2 separate regions of the Mus musculus genome follow, and region 1 is linked to region 2. Evidence: chromatin contacts called from public HiChIP or PLAC-seq data. All regions are on one chromosome and are shown on one strand. Each heading gives the region's core, a stretch centred on a gene start, on an enhancer-like site or on the middle of the called end of the contact. The rest is flanking DNA. Distances are from core to core; before and after follow the strand shown. Region 1 holds the start of Nnmt (nicotinamide N-methyltransferase). Region 2 holds the start of Rbm7 (RNA binding motif protein 7).

The links. HiChIP or PLAC-seq counts read pairs in DNA pulled down with a chosen protein or histone mark.
Region 1: a contact with region 2 is called in an H3K27ac HiChIP or PLAC-seq map of embryonic stem cells, with 8 read pairs. The contact joins the promoter of Nnmt here to the promoter of Rbm7 in region 2. A contact is called at or near these places in 7 of 39 promoter capture datasets (3T3-L1-derived adipocytes, cancer-associated fibroblasts, liver and 3 more), 6 of 484 Hi-C or Micro-C datasets (cardiomyocytes, embryonic fibroblasts, embryonic stem cells and 2 more), 10 of 115 datasets of contacts at active chromatin or transcription factors (bone marrow-derived macrophages, embryonic stem cells and stem cell-derived neural progenitor cells) and 4 of 9 other capture datasets (adipose tissue, liver, macrophages and 1 more).

Annotation. Positions count from the first base shown.
Region 1 is chr9:48,603,491-48,609,768 of GRCm38.p6, reverse strand. Nnmt (nicotinamide N-methyltransferase) reads left to right here and starts at 4,646. Exons shown (of 3, transcript NM_010924.3): 1 at 4,646-4,964; 2 at 6,208-6,278. The coding sequence starts at 4,811.
Region 2 is chr9:48,492,296-48,498,243 of GRCm38.p6, reverse strand. Rbm7 (RNA binding motif protein 7) reads left to right here and starts at 2,914. Exons shown (of 5, transcript NM_144948.5): 1 at 2,914-3,089; 2 at 4,063-4,225; 3 at 4,750-4,837. The coding sequence starts at 2,994. It overlaps Gm5617 (predicted gene 5617), which reads right to left and starts at 2,901. Exons shown (of 1, transcript NM_001004191.3): 1 at 2,269-2,901. The coding sequence starts at 2,676. The coding sequence ends at 2,323.

The DNA of each region.
Region 1 (6,278 bases), core at 3,397-5,896, 110 kb before region 2:
CTTTTGTAGGGTATTAAGTCACAGCAACAAAAAAGTAATATAAAAGGGATATTCCAAACAATGTTATACAGAACACCACGGTTATGTCCCTGGTTCTCTCTGGGCATGTACCTTGCAGTGCAATGTCTGAGTCTGATGCATGCATACACTCATGTCTATGATTAATGTGAATAATTAGTTCATTTGTCTATTCTTTGACAAATGTGTTTGTTTCTGGTCACATGTCACTTGTGCCAGTTTGATGCGCATATGGATATCTCACTATGGTTTAAATCATATTTCATTATTAAGTATCATTTTATTGGTTTTTTTTTTGGCCATTCCTTTGTTATAAAAGGTCTGTTCAAGTCTTCTCCTTCTGTCTTTATCTTCTTTTGGTCTTGCAAAAGTGTCTTTTAAATGCTGTATCCCAGACAGACCTGATGGCTCACACCTTTCATCCCAGCACCTGGGAGGCAGAGGCAAGTAGATCTCTATGAGTTTGAGGCCAGCCTTATCTGCATAGTTAGACCATGTTTCAAAAATCCAAAAATAAGTAAATGAGTGAACTCTTTCAGTTCATTGTCAGCTCTATATGAATAGCTTTTCTCAGCCTGTCAGTTGATCCTCCTGTCCCTTGACATGTGCGCGGAATGGACATTCTTAACCGTCACATACTCAAATTTATAAGTCTTTCACTTATTAATGGCTTTTGTTTCTGGAAGAAGTGCTTCTCAGCACGGAAGGCTATGACAACATTCTCCTACATCACCCTCTGAATACTGAGACTTTTGCTCTTTACCTGTAACTGGTTAATAAGACTTAATTGGCTCCTGCTTGCAGTGTGAGGCAGGGCTCTCATGCCATCCTCCTTCCTACAGATACTCAGCTATCTCAGGGCTATTTATTCCAAGTCATCTCTTTCCCTGCTGATCTGAGCTACCTCCCGAGCATGTCAAGTGTACACAGGATGGGTCTGTCCACAGCTCCTCCACTCTGGTCCGTGGATGGGGTCAATTTATCAAGCCCAGTGCTAATACTACTTGGCCTTAATGGTGATAGATTGCTAATAAGTATTTATATCTGGTACAGGGAGTTCCCCCAACTTAGTCTTCTCTTGAGAGAGTTGCCATTCTTGGCCCTTGGCACTGCCATATAAATTTTAAAAACAGCTGGTCAAGTTCTAGAAAAAAAAAACTATTGGGATTTTAATTGGGATTTTACGGAGTCTATAAATCAATTTGCAGCGAAATGACATCTTTACAATGTTAAGCTGTCTGCTCTGCAGAGTGGTGTTTTTCTCCATTTATTTAGGTCTTCTTTAATGTCTTTCAATAAAACTTGATAGTTTGCTCCATTAATGTCCTGTATCTATTTTGTTGAAGGTACTTCATATTTTTTAATGTTACCGTGGGAAAAGCTGATTTTGAGCTTAATTTTATAACTGTTGCTAACTGAAAAGGAATTTAATTTTGTCAGTTGATTTTGTGCCTGGAAGTTTGGCTTCTTGTGTTCATTCTGGCAAATTTGTACCTACTTTTCATTTCCTAAATAGAGGACCATGTTCATAATAGATCCTCTCCTTCTCTTTCTAATCCTATTTTTTTCCTTTATTTTTCTCATCTCCTATAGTTCTAGTACTTCTGGTAGATTTTTTTTTATTATTGATAACTATTGTAGGATGTAGTTGTGCATGCCTTTAATCCCAATATAACTCATATAATATATATGAGTTCAGGGCTAGCCTAGTCTACATAGCAAGGTCTAGGCCAGCCAGGTCTGCATAGTGAGACCCTATCTCAAAAACAAACAACCCTTATAATTGTTAACACATGTATCTGATCTTATGTCAAAGAAAAAGCTTTCAAATGCATGATCATTCAGCAAAATGTCTGTGCATAATATTTATCAGTGGTTCAAGGAAGCCGCACTGTATCCTTAATGTGAGAAAAGTTATTATTGTGGATAGACACTGGATTTTAGCTTTCTTTTGCATCTATTGAATAAATCCAGTCATTTCCCCTGTAATGTGCAAATGTGGTGGCTAGTACTCATTGAATTTTAATTGTTAGACTGTTGTGAGTCACAGGCATAAACTGCTTTGCTTGTCGTGTAGTTGTCATGGAAACAGGCTTTTGAATTCGGACAGATCTAAAACAGGGCGGTGGCCGAGTCGCTGAAGCATGCCTGTGCCTCAGTCTCCTCACATGCTGACATGGAGGTGACAGTCCTAACTCACACAACTGCTGTCAGGGTGAGTAACATGTGTAGATGCTGCAGGCAGTTCTTGGGACGTATTAAGCACCACAGAAATTTTAGTGGTTTTCTTTTTTCTTTTCGAGACAGGGTTTCTCTGTGTATCCCTGGCTGTCCTGGAACTCATTTTGTAGACCAGGCTGGCCTCTAACTCAGAAATCCGCCTGCCTCTGCCTCCCAAGTGCTGGGATTAAAGGCATGCGCCACCACTACCTGGCTTAATTTAGAATTTTTCCCAGAGTAATTTTTAGTTTGTAATATTTCCTTTTTGCAAATCACCACGGTATTTGGATTTTTCCTAAGCTTATAAGCGTAGTTGCTGAAGAATTGTGTGTGAATATAGTTTAATCTTTTCTTCCTTCCTTTTCTTGTGTGCATGCGTGTGCGTGTGTTCATTCCAAAGAGGTCAGAGGATGTATTGAGGGAATTGGTTCTCTCTGTCCATCCTGGGCTTTGGGGGTTGTTCTCAGATTGTTGGATTTGTAGGCAAGCTGACCTGAGTCACCTCTCCAGGACTGAATGTAATCTTCAGGTTAATTTATTTATTACGTATAGCATTATTTGAAATTTGTAGGTGTTATACCTTTACTAAGGAACTTATAAACCTAATTTTTTATAATGCATTGGCCTAAAACTAGATGTAGAATCTTATTATCATTTAAATATCTGTGCATCAGACAAATCAGGAGGCATTCCTTCCTTCGTGAGTAAATGAGATGCTAGAATCCTACTCTCATTCCTGACGATGGATGTAGGGAACATGGCCCTTGACCCTTTGCAAAGGGCAGAATGCAGATGCATTCAGTAGATGAGGAAGAGAAGCTGATGTGCAGAGAATAGAGGCATCTAGCCCCACAAAGACAGGCAAAAGGTCATAGAAACAAGGGAAAATAACTAAGCTACCTGGCTTTTGTTGTTGTCCTTATTCACTTTTGTTTTATCAACCCATTAGATTTCCTGTAATTTGTTTTAATTATAATATCAACCAAAAAATTATTTTTTTGAGACGGGGTCTAACTATGTAACTGTGGGCACCTTCCATTCCCAACCTTAGTGGAGATTCTCTGGGTGAGTTTTTATGCCTTGTAACCAAAGAGCTCTTGCTTAATCATGACCCGTGGGATGCCAGGAACTTACTGCTTTCGCATTTGGTGCAACATCTCCGGCTGGTTAATCAAACACTATTTTGAGCAACAACTCTGTGAAGCAACTCAGGGCGTAGAGCAGGGAAAACAGACTCAAGGCACAGCCCCTCGTCTACTGGTCAGCGCATCACCTCCATAATAGCTGTGAGAAAAATAACTGACAGGCAAATCCAGGAACAAATATATGCTGGCACAAGAATGAAGGGTTTGGCTGGGCAGGGTGAATTCTAATTGGCAGTTGTGAGCCCAGGAATGGAAACGGGAGGAACTCTGTAAGGAAATTGAGGTTTCTTGGAGCTTACTTTGAAAGAACTGTCAGGGTTTGAATTCAGTGGCAGTGGCAGTGGCAGGAAACTTGGGGGAGTGCAGAGCAGGGGCAGAGGTGGGAGCAAGGCACAGCTGCATTGGGTGGGCCTTGAACTTGCTATGTATGGAGCCAAGGCTGAGCCTGAAGTTCTGACTCCTAGTGCTAAGTGCTGGAACTACATGCAGGCAGCACCATGGCAGATTTGTGCAGTGCTGGTGAGCAAGCCTCGGGCCAAACGCATGGCGGGCAAGCATTCTACCAACTGAGTTATGTTTTCAGCCCTTAACCATGTTTTTGATTGATTAATCTGATGTTCAGACTTTTTTTTTTATAGAACCTTTTGATTATACTTTGGCAGTTTCGTACATTCTCACTGTGCATCACGAGTATACCCATCCCCGGCTATCTCTTACACTATCACACATCCTCCCTCCTTCTACATTCACGACCCCTCACAGCTTTAGAACTCATTGAGTCCTAGTGGTGCTGGCATGTTGGCATGTGAGCTTGGCCTTGTGCAAGTAACCATGACTGCAGTGTGCTCAAGAGGGTAGCCACCATACTGTATCTAGGAAGACAATGTCCATGTTTTAAAAATTAATCTTTCCAGACTCCATCCGAGATTATTTTTCTCTAGCCAACATTCCTTAGCCATGAGCTCGTTTCCTTACCCCACATTCCCTTTTCTTTTTTTTTGTTTGTTCAAACTGAAACCATTCGGTGGGACTCTTCCCTGACCCTCCAGGGAGAATCCTTGCAAGAACAAGCAGACTACTGGATTGTTTGGAGATGACCCGTCTCTCTGGACTCAGGGCTTCTGCAGGTTTGCCTCTGACCTGCACCACTGGTCAGAGGGCTGCATGGAGTTCATGGTCCTCCCCCTGCCACTCCCCTCTTCTCCTAAGCTCCCTTCTCCAGGAATTTCATCACTTCCTGGAATAGCCTGAACGTCTGCAGTCTATTTCACTGTCAGTATTTAGCAAACATCTGTCTCTAAGGGATGGGCCGAGCTGGAGGAAGATTGGCAGCTCTAAGACTCCAAAAGCCAACTTCACAGGGTGACTCCCTGCTTCTGGAGGAGGGGACAGGAGAGCATCAGGCTGGTGCACGGAGCTGAGACACGATGGAATCTGGCTTCACCTCCAAGGACACTTATCTAAGTCATTTTAATCCTCGGGATTACTTGGAAAAATATTACAGCTTTGGGTCCAGACACTGTGCAGAAAACGAGATCCTCAGACATCTGCTGAAAAATCTTTTTAAGATATTCTGCCTGGGTAAGTTTGTCTGTCTAAATATGAGTAACATTGTGTCTTGGGGGACGACTGGACTTGTGTCCACTATTAGACAGTCTCTTGGAATCACTTATTTGTTCAATGAAAATAAAAGTTAATGTTGGCTTAGCTATTTTACAGTTTACAAAGTTATTTTATGTCCATTGTCTTTTGTATGGTTGTGAAAATGGAGGCCAGTGGGCCTGAGTGCTGTCCTTGTAGCTACAGTGACTTTTCTAGGTGACTTGAAGGAGCCATTTCACCTCATCTCACAGTTTAGAGATTCTAAGAGAGTTGGGTGTGTGTGTGGGGGGGGGTCACAGGACTCAAGAAAGGAAGATTGGCAGCTCTAAGACTCCAAAAGCTAACTTCACAGGGTGACTCCCTGCTTCTGGAGGAGGGGCCAGGAGAGCATTGGGCTGGTACACGGAGCTGAGACATGATGGAATTTGGCTCATCATCTCCATGAGGACAGCCTGGACTACAGAGTGATTTTTCAGGCTAGCCTGGTCTAAAGAATGAGATCTTGTCCAAAAAAAGAAAGAAAGAAAGAGAGAGAGAGAGAGAGAGAGAGAGAGAGAGAGAGAGAGGGAGGGAGGGAGGGAGGGAGGGAGGGAGGGAGGAAGGAAGGAAGGAAGGAAGGAAGGAAGGAAGGAAGGAAGGAAGGAAGGAAGGAAAGAAGTAAGAAAGGAAAGTTTAATTCTACTCTTATTTGAAAGGAATGTTTGTTTACTCATGAAGTAAAGGACCCCCCAATATTAAGAACTGGGTGATTTGATTATTAATTAATCTCAGTGTTTTAAATTTTAATATATATACATCTAAGCATATGTGTACATGGTCTATGCAGGTACATGCATGGGGCCAGAAGAGGGCACCAGATGTATGCTTCCATCACTCTCTCCACCTATTCTTGTGGGGCAGCGTCCCCTCCTAAACCTGGGGCTTGTGTGTTGACTAGACTGGAAGCCAGAAAGCCTCAGAGAGCCTCTCCTCTCTGCTCCTCTCAGAGATGGGAGCATAGGTATTTGTGAGATGCCTGACTTGTTACACAGGTTCTGGGACCTGAATGCTGGCCCTCATCTCTGGACCATCACTCCAGGCCTTAAAATCAGTTGTTACACAACAACAACGACAACACCACCACCACCACAACAAAAATGGCACAATCCCAGTAAAGACACTATAACTTCAGCTCTGCCTGTTCCCTTTTGATGCCTGATTCCCTGCCCCTCTTCTGTCCTAGGTGCTGTAAAAGGAGAACTCCTGATTGACATTGGCTCTGGCCCCACCATCTATCAGCTTCTCTCTGCCTGT
Region 2 (5,948 bases), core at 1,665-4,164:
GCCTTTTTTATCTAAGACTTTTTAATCCTTACTTTCCAATGTCCACCAACTTGAAGGAAAAACGACTTTTTAGTACAGAATTGGACATCAAATGGCAAGACAAGAAGCCCTTGAGCCCTATTTAACACTTTTAGCATTTGATAACGTCAAAAGGACTCAGCCTCTCCTCAGTTCCCTGGCAGCTTAGTGCCTTGAGGTGGCCTTTCCTGACAGGACTGCACTCTTCCTCCAGCTTCACCTCACTATCCCTACCCATAGTGTACATGTGGACTTCTTTCCTCAATCATTTGTTTTGATTAAAGCTCTGCTAACTTCCTTTTAGTTATCTGGGGTAGTAGCTACTGTAAGTGGGTGTCTGTGTTGCAAGTTTCAAAGAGCCTCAGCTAAAAGACCTTGGAGAATCCCCCTCACTTTCAGACTACCCAGCAAAGAAATTAAAGTACAGTATCCTTCTTACAGGCTGGTGTGGTAATCAAGTAACACAGTGTAAAGCGCCATGTGAGCAAAGCCACCTATCTACCTTGTACACTACTTAATTCTAAGTGCCTGATCCAGGCAACAGCAAGCACAGAATTCAATCAGCTCACCCTACTGAGCAACACCCTCTAGCACAATGCCACACTCAATTAAAAGTAGCTAATATTGCCAGTATCTTCCCTTTGTCACAATTTCCAGTCTTCTATATGTCCACTACATTTTCCTCTGCAGATGTGGTTCTAAAAATCCCAGTGCAGCATGTGGCAGTCTGCTTTATCTCATTTTAAGTAAGTCCAAGGAGACAAGGGTCTGAAAACAAAACAAAAATCCACAAACTTCCTCCCAATACCACTTAGGGGAATACATGGTTAAGGGAAAATAGCATAGGAATGATCAGCCACTTAAGAGAACCAGAACACAGTTAACATGGGAAGCCATCTTTACCGCTTAATAAAGAGTGGCATTACTCTCCCTAATAAGGTCTAGTGTGGCTGTTACCTATTAGCTTCTCCATCCAGAATGCACTTCTGGCTCTTGATGTATGAAGTTCACCTGCTGTTGGGTACACACCTATCACTGGGGACCCTTACGCAGGATTTCCAGTTCTAGAGCAACCTGGGCAACACAGCAAGGGCATTTCAGTATAAAATCATTCTAAGATTGATAAAAACAAAAGATACCAAGTGATCACAGTGAGCAGAAAACAAATGTCAAGTGACAGTGATTGACTTAGGTCCCACCAGCATATTTTGTGACAGTAGATTCACACTAATAAAGTTGGGAGTTGATTAAATAATATGGCCCATGCAAATGTTCATTTGAAGTCTTTGGAAAAGTATGCTGTACATTTGGCTTAACTTGGAAAAGTACTTGTTTTTAGTATGTTTAAGATTGGAGTCTGGGGGCTGGTGAGATGGCTCAGTGAGTAAGAGCACTGACTGCTCTTCTGAAGGTCCTAAGTTCAATTCCCAGCAACCACATGGTGGCTCACAACCATCTGTAATAGGATCTGGTGCCCTCTTCTGGTGTGTCTGAAGTCAGCTACTGTGTACTCACATATAATAAATAAATCTTTAAAAAAAAAAAAAAATTGGAGTCTGACCAGACCTGGTGGAGCATGCCTTTAATCCCAGCACTTGGGAGGCAGAGGCAGTCATGTCTGTCAACTTCAAGATAGTCAGAGGTACAAAATGAGACACTCCACCCCCAAAGATTGGGAGTCTATAGATATTTCTAAAACAAAACAAAACAAAACAGAAGGGGGGTGTAGTTAGGTGGTGGGGAATGGCAATGTGATAAAGGACATTTTTCCTCAACATGAATTCAAGGGTAGTCACGGGTAGAGAGGCTTAAATTAGAAGCCCCAGAGAATCAGGGAGGATTGTAGAACTCAGACACAGCTGGATTCCATACTGAGCAGCTTACTCAAGCCTGGTGTATGGCTCGCGCCTGTAAACACCAGCACCTGGGAGGCCCAGGCAAGGGGGAGTTCAAGACCATCCTTAATACACGGCAAGTCTGCACTATAAGACTCTACATCATTCACAACTAGTCACCTAGCTTTGTGACTACTTAAGAAAAGCCCTCCTGGCCTCTTCTTGGCCCCACATGGATGGATATTAAGCCCCTCGACTATGTAACAAACGGCTAGCCTGTAACTCAGAGCCTGCTTTCCGAGTCTTGAGATTAAAAATGTGTGTCACTATGCCCGGCTAAACTTTTCTTTGGTAGCCTATATTAACCGCCCACATCGGTGAAAATGCGTAAGAATAAAACTGCCGTCACACCAAGACATGATTTTTGGAGAGGCCTTGTTTGTAAGCTAAGTGAGGGGAGGCATTCGTTCTACGCTGAGATTCGGGTTGCGAGAGCAGTTCCCAGTGCAACCAGACGCTGCTGCAGCACACTTCTTAAGAGGTCGAGCTTGACGCCTGGGATCGGGTAAGGCGAGAATCTGCCTTGGCGGCTTCGGCTCCGGCTGCGGCCACCGACAGGGACTCGACGTCTGTCGGCCCGAACGCTGGGTCGCGCTGGTGGCCGAGGTCCCGGCTGATTCGGATCCAGCCTAGTAACCAGGAAGCTATCTCCGGAGACCATTGCCCAAGCCATGGCCGACGGGTTGAGATCTCCTTGGGAGGATCGGTGGGCCATCCTGTTGGCTTGATCGCCGGCGGACAGCGACACCGAGTTCTGGGCCATCTTCAAACACCGCCTGCAGTGTTTGCTAGACGTATGTCGATCAAACTGGGCCCTCGGCGGCGCCGCAGGTCACTCCAGCCCGCGTCAGACGCAACCGTTACCAACCCCAGTAGCCATTTTTCACGCAACGGCGGAAGGAGCAGCCGCCGGAAACGGGCGCTTGTCCCGCGCGCGTGCGTAGCTCGTCTGCGCTCGCGCACGGCGGGCCTTTACGTCGTGACGTCTGAACGGGAGGACGTGAGTGTTTCTGAGGGTGCGCAGTAGGGTCGGTCGGCCCTGAGCAGGCAGCCTAGGCCTGGGACTGGAACAGCGCGGAGATGGGGGCGGCGGCCGCAGAGGCCGACCGCACTCTGTTCGTGGGTAACCTGGAGACGAAGGTGACAGAGGAGCTCCTCTTCGAGCTGTTCCACCAGGTAAGGGGCGGGCACGGTCCTAGGGCGGCTGTGGCATTCACAGGCCGGGCCAAGGAGCGGAGCGCGCCGAGCCGGAATTCCGCGGCGTTCGGGCCGAAAGTGACGTCGGATGATGGGGACATCTGCGTCTCCACCTTGGAAAAGTCCAGGGATCCGAGGTGGAACCTCAGTACTTGCTTTCCTCTTTCCTGTGTACCGTGCCTTCCCATTTGAGTTCATTGGCCTTTGCCGCATCGTGCAGGATGTGTTTCCGAGTCTATCCGCTTAACTTCCGTGTGAAATTGCAGACGTTAAAGTGTTTTAAAAACTCCATAAACATAACGCAGGAAAGCAGGACTGGCATGCTTAAATCTACCAGTCCTGTACCTTCTTGCTTTAAGACTCAATAGTTGGTTATATTTGAGTAATAGGTGCGGAAGGTTTTTTTTTTTTGTTTGTTTGTTTTGTTTTTGGTTTTTGTAATCAAAATAATCCACTTTGCCTTGTAAATGTTCGTTTCCATGCAGTGGGAAAATGATAGCTGTTGGTTACATTGTTAGGACATCACACAGTCATGTGAGATGGAGATTTTATACTGTACTTCCCATTCTTTGTCAATATTACAAATAATGTCCGAAAAAACTTGCCCCAAATCTCGGTTTCAGTCGGAACTAGAATTATTCTTCCTAAAAGGAAAGTAGATGTCCAGCCCCTGCCTGGACATTTTGTTTTTGATGAGGTCTTGATTATGTACCTTTTGTTTAAAACTTGTGTTCTCTTCTTTATAGTATTTGAGGCAGAGAGCCATATAGTATTTCTTGGTAGCCCTGGAACTCCGAGGCTGACTTAGAGCTGGTCCTCCTGCCTGCATCTCCTGACATCTGACCATACAGGCATGTGCCACCATGACAGGCTTGCATTTCCATTTATTTCTGAAATTTAAATGTCTTCCTGAAATTGCCTCGTTTTAAGTTCTGAATATTTTTCTTCGCAGGCTGGGCCGGTAATAAAAGTGAAAATCCCGAAAGATAAAGATGGCAAACTGAAGCAGTTTGCATTCGTGAACTTCAAACATGAAGTGTCTGTTCCCTATGCCATGAATCTGCTCAACGGAATCAAACTTTTCGGGAGGCCTATCAAAATTCAGTTTAGATCAGGTAATGGCTCGGTATTGTGGTAATAGGGAGAGGGTTTTTGGCTTCTTTTGCTTTCACTTTACTATTCCGTTTGGTTTTTGAATCAGGGTTTGGGGTATTTCTAGGCTAGTTTCAGACTCACTGTGTAAGGCATGTGTAGCTTTGAACTCTTGGTCCTCTGGGTATACCTCCCAAGTGCTGGGTTTGTAGGTGTCAACTCTATACCAGACTAATATTTTAAAAATTAGGGAGTAGGGAATTAATTATGATGGAAATACTTTAAATTTTGCTATTTCCTGTGGCCAGGTTGGCTGTTTCTTCTTAAAGTAGTATCATGTTTGAAATGCTTTCTTTTGCATTTCTGCTGTTATGTACTTAAGAAACTGTGAGGCAGTTCATAGCAATTTGAGTTTAGTTTGCGGGGAGTTGGTGTTGCTTTTAAGCTGTTTATCTCTTTTGGAGTAATTTAGATAGGAAGGAACATTTCAAATTATTGTTGGGCTTTTTGGTTTTCAACTAGAATTTTTGAAATTGCTTCATTTTAGGAAGCAGTCACGCCTCTCAGGATGCCAGTGTGTCATATCCCCAGCATCATGTTGGAAATTTAAGCCCAACCTCCACATCTCCTAACAGGTACTGTTTCTCATTCACTATTAAAGTCATTGATCAGAAAATTTCTGAGGTCAAGACCTTAGAGTGCACCAGTGAACAGCTTCCTTCATGATGGTTCTGCTGTTGGGTTGCTGCCTGTGCTAGATTCATGGAATGCTTGTTTTCTAAGGAAACTGGAGGCAGATAGATTATGTGGTTCTTTTGCACTAAATTAAGTAGAACTTTTATATATACATTGGTAACATGCATACTCATGTCCTACCCACATGCCCATGAATGGACTTGAAACAAGAAATGTTATTTATTACAACAGTACTATACTGTATCTTACTCCCCAAAGTGTTAAAGTTTCCAATTACCTCTGTAGTAACCTTATCACTGCTAGTAGTTCTTTCCTGCCTTTTAAGATCACCAAGTGCTTAGTGGGCTGACTTAATAGAACTGGAGTGTAGATCTCTCTCTGCCAACTGAGTCTTTAGCTTAATTTCTCTGGTCCTGTCCTTTGCAAGGAAAGAAAGATGAATAAAATGAGCTCTGAAATCCCTGTAGCTATTGAAGGTTAGAGATAGTACAGTATTTACCTAACTCAGTTTGTTTGCTTTCGTGCTGATATATACATATAGATTTTTGGTTTTGTTTGTAAATTCTGTAGAGCCATAATATGCCCATTCAAAAATCGATTTCACTTAAGAAAAATTGAACAAGGCGGGCGTGGTGGCCCACGCCTTAATCCCAGCACTCAGGAGACAGAGGCAAGCGGATTTCTGAGTTCAGCCTGGTCTACAAAGTGAGTTCCAGGACAGTCAGGGCTATACAGAGAAAGCCTGTCTCAAAAAAACAAAAAAAAACAAAAAAAAAAAAAAGAAAAGAAAAAAGGAAAAGGAAAATTGAACACATAGCTGTCATGTATTGATTACCCCATCAGAGCCTTTCCATGTATGATCTCAATTATTTGTCGAAGCAACTGTATGAAGTTGGATTTACTTAACTCTACTTTTTGGTGCAGAAAGTAGGGAATGGAGGTTAACTTGCCCAAATTTGAACTGCTTGTAAGTAGTGCGTGGAGACAAACCTAGGTGGTATGATCGAGCCACAATATGATACACTGCCTGGTGGAGCTTCAAATCTAGAT